Regions from separate parts of the Rattus norvegicus genome. Here region 2 is linked to region 1. Evidence: chromatin contacts called from public Hi-C data. All regions are on one chromosome and are shown on one strand. Each heading gives the region's core, a stretch centred on a gene start, on an enhancer-like site or on the middle of the called end of the contact. The rest is flanking DNA. Distances are from core to core; before and after follow the strand shown.

Evidence for each region. A called contact is a pair of places that touch in the nucleus more often than the background predicts.
Region 2: a Hi-C map of liver shows a contact between it and region 1, with 2.3 times the contacts expected there. The contact joins the promoter of Dnmt3b here to the enhancer-like site in region 1. A contact is called at or near these places in 2 of 12 Hi-C or Micro-C datasets (kidney and liver).

Annotation. Positions count from the first base shown.
Region 1 is chr3:162,541,820-162,547,047 of GRCr8, reverse strand. No RefSeq gene overlaps it. Among named protein-coding and RNA genes, the nearest start is that of Commd7, 30 kb to the left of the region's middle. Within about 2 kb of position 3,012, at least 16 of the 93 cell types and tissues checked have an H3K27ac peak or open chromatin away from gene starts, as enhancers often do. A contact at or near this core is called in liver, where this site is marked.
Region 2 is chr3:162,588,639-162,593,866 of GRCr8, reverse strand. Dnmt3b (DNA methyltransferase 3 beta) reads right to left here and starts at 3,090. Exons shown (of 22, transcript NM_001396349.1): 1 at 2,800-3,090.

The DNA.
Region 1 (5,228 bases), core at 1,763-4,262:
CTTGCTCACACGTTCATAATTGAGCAAAGTCACTCTTTACTCCACTCTTGTCCCCAGGGTAGATGATCTGCCATCATTGATTTACTGGGTTGAGCTGGCCCGACTTCACATGCTTTCTCATTGGTCTAGTTCCAGGAGGAGGAAAAAGGGTCTGGAGGAGCTAGAGACAAGGGCTCGGGCCCTGACCTGAGGCTGTGCGGCCAAGGACAGGGCCCTGCGAAGGTGTCATTTTTTATGAATGATTTCCTGACAGGACTGACTCAGACTCAGCCAGAGCTGCAAGGGCTGGGGAACAGGCCTCTTTTCCGGAGCCTAATCAGCCCCGGGCAGCTGGCTCCAGAGACCAAAAGGCCTGTGCAGCACAGAGCTGTGCGGTCGGTCGGGGACACTGGTGGTCTTTGGCGGTTTTTCTACTCCCAGCTTTTCTTAGCTTATGGTGACAGTGGGGGAGGAGCAGACCCACTGGGCTTCTCCTCCTCCCCTGTCTCCAGGCTCCCTCCTTAGGAGGCCTGCTGTCAGCAGCTTTCAGCACCACTGCCTGCCTGGAGTCTTTTGTGCCTCCAGCAGAGGTGTCCCGGGACACACTCTTGCTTCACATTGACCTCTGCAGCCAGGCCTAGAAGCAGAACGCAGGGTGGGATTAGGGTGGGGGTAGAGCTCCTGGGAAAGCAGGAAGGAGAGACAGGGAAGGATTCTGCCTTCTCTACCTACATGCCAGCCCCCAGCTCCCTCCCCAGATTATTCTGTCACTGAATCTAGTAATAGTCCTTAGGTTCAGGGAAATCATTCCTGGGAGAAGCCCTGTGCTTTTGGCTGCAGTGGGAAGGTTTTCAGGCCCATCTCAAAGTCTGGACGGAGCGGATCATGGTGGCTCACACCTGTCATCTCAGCATGCAAGAAATAGAGGCAGGAGGGGCACTTAGTGAGTTCCAGGCTATCCAGAGTTATAGAAGCTATAGTGTGAGAGCCTAGCTCAAAAAACAAAAAAACAAACAAACAAACAAACAAACAAACAAAAAACAAAAAGCAAGCTGGTATAGTACTGTGCCTCAATCTGAGCACCTGGGAGACAGAGGGAGGTGGATCTCTGAGCTTGGGGTTAGCCTGGTCTACCCAGAGAGCTCCGAACTAGTCAAAGTAACAAAGTGAACCTGTCTCAAAAACAACAACAACAAAAACAAAACCAAACAAAAACCAACCAACCAACCAACCAAAAACTAAAATAAAAAGAAGCTAGCCATGGTTCATGAGTCCATCATCCCACCACTTGGAAGGAGAGAAGGCAGGGTGCAGGGAAATGAGGGACTCAAGCAAGACTAGCCTCAGCTACAATGAATTTGAGGCCAGCCTGGGTTCCATAAGGCCCTGTCTCAAGTAAAGAGAAACAGAGACAGAGAGAGAGGCAGCTAAGGAGAGTCAGGGCTCCAGAGGTCCCTACTAGTGTAAGGGGCCATTCCTTCCGCACGAGTTCACGAAGCTTTGAGAAAATTGGCCACCTATGTCACTCAGAAGAGTCTGGCCTGCAGGGCACCTTCCTCGGTGCCCTTTATTCACTGCGGGCCTCACTGGGCTCAGTAAAGGGTACTGAGATGAGCCCAGGAGGCCCAGCCCCTGCTTAGCTTTGCCACTACCCCCTGCACAGGCCTCAGAGAACAGAGACAGAGGCCTTGGGGGCTCCTGAGGCAGTGATGCCCATGAGCTCCGAGACTCATTATGACAGGGATCAAGAGGCTCCAGGCCCCTCTAGAGGTCAACTGTGATGATGGATTCTGGGAAGTTACTTGCATGCTCTGTGCAGAGTACAGTGGGGGGGGGGGGGTGTGACTGCAAGACCTGGAGTTCTGAGGAGCCTCTGGCACAGGCCTCCTGCCACCGCCTTGTCAGTAGGCCAAGCTCTGGAATTCTGTGCCAAGTCTCTGGAAAGAGCCCTGTCCTGCCAGCCAAGGGACAGGAAAACAAGATTAAAGGTTCCAGGAGCGGCAGCGGTGACACGTGCCTGTAATCCTGGCCCTTGGGAGGTGTAGAGAAGAGGAGTGGGAATTCAAGGCCAGCTTCGCAAACCTGAGGCCAATTTGGGCAACAGGCAATAAATAGATGGTAGATAGATAGATAGATAGATAGATAGATAGATAGATAGATAGACAGACAGACAGACAGACAGACAGACAGATAGATATAGCTAGACCTAAAAAAAATACACAGGCCTGGAAGCTGGCCCCGGCCTTCCCTAGGGGACTGCCTCTGAATCACTGTGCTGGTTCCTCCTCCCTCCAGCCCTACTTATACTGTCCAGGAGCCAGGCAGGTGAGGATAAACCTACTCTGGAGGAGGGAATCTGGGGCAGCACATATTTCTGTTGGGGCTCACAGTCAGCTGCCCTTCTGGGCAGCCAGCATGGTTGGGGGTGGCAGCTGATGTCACTGCATTTTACCCTGTTCAGCTTCCTTTGCATCATGATGGATGTGGAGCTCCCCCCACCCCCATGGAGGGAAACCATCTCGTCGTTTCGCCCATAGCGCTCTGGTGGAGACTTCTGTCCCTGTACTTAATTCTTCAACATACCTGTCTCCCTCACTAGACATTCCATTTCCTGGAGTTCTGGCTGATCGAAACCCACAATTACAACCATTTCTTGTGAAAAGAACTGATCTTCCCCGGGGAGGGAGAGGAGGAAGTGAGGTCCCTCTCCCTACCCTCCTCTGTGCCCCTATTTTCATGGCATTAGTGACTGAACCCAAGGTTGCTCTCTGTTCCCTTTTGCCTCAGGTTCATCCTGGGCAGAGTCTGGTGCTGTGGTCACTTCAGAAGCCCTGGACATCAGAGGAGGCAGGGATATCACCAGCACATGGGGACGAGTGGCAGCTCCAGCCTGTACACTTCCTCTTCTGCTCACACCTGCCACTTCCTGGCCATGTGGTTTCTGCCTTCTGTGCAAGCTGATAAACCAAGCCTGCAGGCCCAGCACCATTCCCCCACGCCTCCCCTGGCTGGGCCCGGTCCCTACCCCTGGGCGGTGCTTGGCATGTTGCTGGATACAGGCGTATGGCACTGTCAGGTAGACTGGTAAGCTGGCAAGTAACAGCCTCTGGGTTGCCAACGACATTTGACACACTGCCCTACAAGCTTGCATCTTGGAAGGCTGAGCTGAGCTGGCTCTATAGCTAGACTGATACAAAATGCTACTGTGGGGAGGTCCTGAGGGCCTGGGCTCAAGGCTCTTTGGAAGCCTGCAGTGCTCTCAGTACTGCCTAGGCCTGTGTTTACAGAAGGTGGCTTTCAGCATGGAGCAGTGAGGACCAGAAGTAGCATGTTTGTAGGAGACACAGGTGCTGCTGGCTTCATCAGTATTTGGAGCTTTGGAGCACTGTGCCCTGCTTGAGAGACACTCGGAGCCAATTTATCGGACGCCTGTTAGACGACTGACTTATTAGTGACACCTGGTGCTCACAGGGCCTCCCAGGTGTCAGCCCCGGCCCAGGGTGTGCACCAGACTTACAGACCCCAGGAATAAAGATCACAGAGACAAAGGGCCAGATGCCTGGCCTGAGTGACAAGAAAGCAGGCTCTGCCTACTGCAGGGTCATCTCCTAGCCTGGTTCTGTGCCTCGGTTTCTCTGTTAGAAAGTATTGATGTCCAGCCCTGCTGTGGCCGTTGTCTGGTGTCTGGTCCTCCTCTCTGTGGCTTCAGTACTTCAGCTCTGCTCTGACCTTCTGAGCGCCTCCGGTCTCCGGGCAAACTCCTCCTCACTGTCATGGCTCAGCTCCATGTCCCTTTCTCTAAGAGGCCTTCCCTGGCCGCTCGTCTGTCTCACCTCAGGCCCCACTCTGACCTAGGGTATTGCCCCTTTTATCAGCTTCCCCCAGCACAGAGCTCGGTGTCTTGGTTTAGAGCCAGGCCCTCAGGTAACCCAGGCTGGCTTTGGAACAATAGCCACATATGACCTTGAACAGCTAGGATCCTCCAACACTGAGATTATAGGCATGTGTCATTCTAGCTTTGCTTTTTTGGTCATTGTTTTTGCTTCTGTTTGCTTGCTTGTTGTCTTTTGAGACAGGGTTTCTCTGTGTAGCCCTGGCTGTCCAGGAACTCAGTAGACCAGGCTGGCCTTGAACTCAGAGATCCACCTGCCTGCGTCTTGCAAGTGCTGGGAGTAAAGGCGTGCGCCACCATCGCCTGCTTAAATTTGCTTTATGAGTCAGTGTCTCATTCCACAGCTCAGCGTACTCTGAAATTCATTCCGTAGCCCAGGCTGACCCCAAAGTCGCAGCAATCCTCTTGCTTCAGCTTCTCTAGTACCGAGATGAGTCCCCATGCCTGACTTGAATAATATTTGTTGAATGAGTGGCTGAGTAGACATCCTGAGGGTCTCTTCTGTCCCTTAGCTTCGACTCAGTGCCCCACCCACTGTGGGCATAACTCATTCCTACATCAGTAAGACAGGGTCTTGCTATGTAACTTTGGTCAGTCCGGAACTTGTTACCTGCTAGAGCCTCAAGCTTATAGAGCTCTGTCTGCCTCTGCCTTCTGAGTTTCTGAGTGCTGGGGTTAAAGTGTGCACCACCATGCCCTGCTTTCCCCTGGACTTTGGAAGGGTAGCAGACAGTAGGGAACATACTGCATCTAGTTTATAACAAGGATGGCTTTCTGAAGCCTTATCACGGTGTCCTTGCTGCCCTAGCTCACTGCTGCCCCCCGATGGCTGCATATGTAAGGATTAACCGTGAGTGAACTCTGGCACGTATGTAGAAAGAAGTAAGGCCTTCGAGGAGAGCCCTGGACCTGAGGTAGGCAGACGACACAGAGACGCCCCTAGAAAAATACCTAGTTTGGCCTGAGAAGACGAACCTGCAAAGTGCTTGCCACACAAGAACAAAGGCCCAAGGCTGCATCCCCAGCACCCACGTCCTGCTGGGAACGCAACCCCAAGGGAGTACCCGGAGCTCCACAGGCAGCTTGTCTTGCTGAATCAGTCAGCTCCGGGCTCAATGACAGACCCTATCTCAAACAAGAAGGTGGCAGCCCATGTGAACCTATGGCTTCAGCACACATTTGTATACATGTGTACCTACCCATGTAGCCACAAAGTTTGAGGCTTTAAGCTGGGCATGGTAATACATGATTATAGTCCCAGCACCCAGGAGGCTAAGGCAAGAGGGTTGTCATAACTCTGAGGCCATTCTGAGATGCACAATAAGAACCCATCTCAAAAGCAAAAGGGGCTAGGCAC
Region 2 (5,228 bases), core at 1,841-4,340, 47 kb before region 1:
AGTCATGGGGTTAGGGATTTAGCTCAGTGGTAGAGCGCTTGCCTAACAAGCGCAAGGCCCTGCACTCGGTTCTCAGCTCCAAAAAAATAAAAAAATAAAGGCTAGTCACAACAATCAATGTGACTAGATATCCCAAAGCCTCCGCCCCATCACCTATGAAAAGGTCCCTGAGAGATGTGCACATGCTGGCGAACACACACACATACACGGTCACACTTTGCAAAGGACACGAGAAGCACTCAGACATGGCCTGAGGGAGATAAGTGGGGAGAGGTTAGAAACAGGCAGGCCAGACCACCCAACAGAATACCGCTGAGGCCAGGCCTGGTGATGCATGCCACTACTTGGGGGCAAAGGAATTATGTTGTGTTTGAAACACCGTATGCGACATAGAAGGCCCTATTTCTAGAGGGGGGAAAAAACCCACCAGGTCTGAGAGCACCCTGTACCAGTATAGGACCCAGGAAACTTCAGATTTAGCAAGCTAAGTTATCTCCAGAACTAGGTGTCGTTGGCATGGAACATGGTCTGGGACAAAAGAATGCCAAGGGACATCCCCCTGGTTGGAGTACTTGTCCAAATATGTCCACTGCAATCGGGTGCTTTGGCTGCAACAATGAAGGGTGACAGGCGTCTCTGGGTCAGAGGCACCACATGGCTGGAGGAAGGGCAGGCAGGGAAGCAGCCTCCTCAGCCCCACCTCCCTTCCTCCTCCCTCAGCCCCCTGCAGCTCCCAGATCCTCTTCTCCCCTCCCCCAGCCTTTGTAGGGGTAAGGGTTTGGCCTATGGCTTTAAGAAGGATGTGGCTGGCCCCAGCCCCTTTGTCTCAGCTCTTGCCACCCCAACAGGAAAGGTAAAGGACTCGGCTTAGCTTGTCAATTACACCTTTAGCAATCCTTAAACTTGGAACGGGAAGGAGAAAAAAAAGAAGTGGCCCCAAACCATAAACAACACAGCCCTTTTCCAACAGGAAACAAAGGGGCTGGTGATGGAGAAAGCCCTGCAGGTAAAGACACTTGCAGCCCAGGCTGATGTCCTTAGTTTGATCTCCAGACCCGCATGGTAGAGTGTACTGCCTGCCACATGTTTTCCTGACCTTCACAATGGTGCCCCGTGCGTGTACACATACGGAATAAAATATCATTTTTTTAAAAGGAAACAAAGACAGGCCCTTCCTGCCAACTCCCCAGTCACAGACAATGATGGTTTAGAAAGGCTTCCATAGCTGAGAATGAAACACTACCTCAGGAAGGCAGGAAAAGGAGGGGCTGGCAGAGGTGACTTTCCATTCCACTCGACACAACATACCTCAGCATTCGTGAACTGAGGCCTACTCCAGGTGCTGTACCACTTGAAGGCCACCACCTTGAAGACGTAGGGTTGAAGAGCCCACAAGCTGCCTTCATCCCTAGCCTTTGTGAACTGTTTCTATTGCAACAGGTAGCAACTGAGGCACAGGGATAGACCTGTAATGGCTTTTGCAATGAGAGGATTTGAGCACAAATCCAAGATAGCGCTCGCCTGAGAAGGGCAGCCTGCTTCTAACCATGTGCTGATAGGTAATGAGGCCAACCACACAGTAAAGACCGTGCTTGCTGGACTACCAACCCTACTACGTTTACCTTGAAGCTGGGAGGTGTAACCCAGTGATAGGTGGCTTACCCGAAATAAGCAAGTCCCTGGATTTGGTCCCAGGGCACTATGGGTGGGGGAGGGGAGACTCCCGAATCTGGAAAGGTGTATACCTGAGGTTTTCAAGGCCTGGTTCACAAGCCTCAGCAGGCCTGGTGGACAGAGGAAGGTGGATGAGTGCCACCAATCCACAAAATCCACAAGTCCGGAAGCACTCTACTGAGCCCTTAATTCATTTTAATTCATATGCCTCAGAGTGCAAAGCAGGAAAACAGGGATTCCAAGCCTCCGGGATGCAGGGGGTGGCAGGCTGGAGGCAGAGGCATGGAGAGTACAGGACTGGTGCAAGAAATGCTTCCCCTCTGCGCCGCAGTCCAACCTTGGGAACGTAGCATGTCTCCGCTTTGGTTGTACCCTCTAGCCTGGACGGACTCCACAGGTATCCCTAAGCAATCCCTGAAGTACAGACGATAGACCGCTAGGAAGTGGAGGCAGAAGGTTATCTGGTAATTAAGGACTCACTGTAGGGACTGGGTAGTGGGGCCACCACACCCCGGAAGAAGGTTAAGAATGGAAAGTGAGCCCCTAGGGCAACAGGCACGGTGAGGAACCGCCCCCAACTGGCTCCTCCCCGGCCAGGTGTGCTCGGCCAGCCCCTCCCAGCAGCCGGCTGCGCCAGAGCTCCAAGTGGCTGGGCTCCGGAGGACCCCGGGGACAACGCCCATCTCGCATCCCCACATGCCGGTACCCAGAGCACCATCCTAACCTGGAAGTCCGAGGTTCCATGTCAGAACGGATCCACTGCCACAGGGACGAGACAACTTCTCCCTCTACATCCCAGCCATTCCTCCCCGAGGAGGCTCTGGGTACGAACCGGGCTAGGTAAGGACACTGGGTCCTGGGGACAGCCTCTGCTCGGGCCCCACTCCGCTCCGAAGTACTCTCAACTCTACACTCCAGAAAAGCTGCTTCTCCTGCCTTCAACTCTTCAGAGTGGCGGAGTACAGCGGGGACTTCGCTTCCTCTGTCCCCGTCCCGCTAAGCGCCACGCGCCCCGTTCTCCCTGACCCCCGCAAAGATCCAGGAGCCTCCAGGGAACCTGTCGCCCCAGCACGCACACAGCCCCAGCCATCAGGTCCCAGTCCCCGAGGGGCGCGTGGCCCTCACCTGTCGCGAGGCTGGCTGTGGCGCGGCGCTGCGGTCGCGCCGCGGGTCGTGGCCGGCGGGCGGCGCGGGGTGCCGGGCTCGCGAATCTCCGGCGCCGATCGCCGCGCTACGTTTACTTGGGCCGCTTAACCCCCGCGCTGCCGGCCGGGAGCGCCCGTGCGCTCGCCCGCGCGCCAGTGGGCCACCCGGCTTAGTCCGGGGCGCTCAGGCGAGAGCGTCCACGCGGGCTTCGGCTGCGAGGCGAGGGGCGGCGACGAAGACGCCTTGGGCCGGGCGCGCACGGGAGTGGGTGGGGAGGGGGCGGCGCCGCTGCCCTTGTAGCCCCGGCCCGGCCCTCGCCCCGCCCCCGCCCGGGGGGCGCCCCCGCCGCAGCCACTCACCGGCCAGCGGAGCAAAGGGGACGGGCGAGGGAGATTTGAAATCCCTCCCGAGCTTCCTCGCCCCGCCTCCTCGGGAGCCGCCCCTGGGCCCCCTATGCCTGGCGGGTCACCCTCCCGGATGACCGGAGCCCAAAGATAGTGCCCAGACTTCTCCACCTGAGACACCCTCCCTTGTCCCCCAACCTAGATCAGATGCACACACGCACATGCAAGCACACACTCGCAGGTCTGGATGAGCGGCCCAGAGAGGGAAGAGCTCCTGCTGGAGTCACACCGCATCAGCTTTTCGACCACCCCTCTGCTGCAAGGCTGGCCAGGGCGCTGTGATGGCCCTGCAGGTCACCCGCTTGGAACCCCGTACTGCTTCCTGCTTTCACCCAGCTTGGCCTTTGTCAGCCATCTTGAGGGGAAAGAAGGCCTTGGAGGAAGAAAAAGCATACATGTTCCCCCAACTACCTGGGTTCCCGGTCCCAGCTGAGGAGGAGCCCTACTCTGCAGCTTAGGGCTGCCTCCGCCATAAGGCCCACGCTGAACCACTGGCGAAACACAAATATTTATGATAGGCACCTGGCGTTTATGTTTGTTTCTTGCTTGCTTGCTTGTCTGTCTCCATACATTAGATGGCGAACACCAAAGTAGATACTAAATAAATATATGTTAAAAGAATAAACAAATGGAATGATTGCTAACCACCAGGCCAACCACATGCAGGCTCAGCTTTCACAAATGGTTTATTTTGTTGTCTCCCTGACTTCACTCCAACCTCTTTTCCCCGCTTTGCTGTTCCTCCTACACACCAGGCATTCATTGTCCTTCTGAGAAAAGCTTCGGACTCGTTTCTCCTCTCAGACTTTGTTTCCCCAGATCTGTCACAGGAAGAAGCTTTCTTGTTACTACACAGAATAGTCTTCGAATCCTTCTAGCTCGTCGTGTTCCTATAACACTGAAACCCTTCTGAGATTGTGTTGAAGTCTTGTCTGCATCCCCTTGTGGGCAGAGGTGGCTTCCAGCTTCAGTCTAGCTCTCTCTCTCTCTCTCTCTCTCTCTCTCTCTCTCTTTCTCTCTCTCTCTCTAGGGGGCTAGCAGCCGAAAGGAACTAACTCAAGTTAGTCGAATGAATCCCCTCAGGTTCCCTGTCTCTGGGGCTCTAACGAGTGTTAAACACGGCTTTCCTCCTGCACCTCTTCCTGGTTAGTGAATAAATGAGCAAATGGTGACTGTTTTGCTTTGGGAACTAAAAGCTTCAACACTTTCTGGGCCCTTTTCCACTTAAAAAAGAGTAGACTTTCCAAAAGACAAAAGGAAAGAAAGCCCAGCCCAGCCTGTACATGGCCCCCTGGAGAGGAGGGACAGCAGGGACATCTTGACTTTCAGGGCTCTAAAAGGTGTCCGGAAGTTGACACAGAAAGAGGATGCCTTAAAAGAGTCTGGATGAGCAGGTGGTCTTGGTCTATCACTTGAGAAGGACAATAACTATCAAGAGAATCAAGGCAGGGTGGGTCCTACCTGGAATCCCAGCACTTGGAGGTGAAGGAATTTAAGTTCAATCTCAGCTACACAGCAAGCTCCAGACCAGACTGGGCTGTGGCTATGTGAGACCCTGTCTAAATCCCCGTTTCCCGCACCCAGAAAAAAAAAAGTTCAGGAAAATGGGAGTAAGAAAACTATAGACAGAACTGGACAGATGACTCAGTGGTTAAGAGCACTGGCTGGTCTTCCAGAGGAACAGGGGTCAATTTCCAGCACCCCCTTGGCAGCTCACAACTGTCTGTAGCCAAGAGACCAGATATCCTCTTCTGGCTTCCATAAGAAGCAAAACACCCACACATACAAAAGAATGAGCTTATTTTAAAAAAGAAAGAAAGAAAACTACCGCTAGGGAGGTGTGGTGGTGAATACCTTTAATCCCAGCACTTCAGAGGCAGACACAGGATGGATCACTGGTCAGCCTGGTCTCTATTGCAAGTCAGCTCAGCCAGGGTTGTGCAATGAGACCTTGTTAAAAGAAGGAAAATAATCTCCAGTTTGACTCACTTGAGCCACAAGACT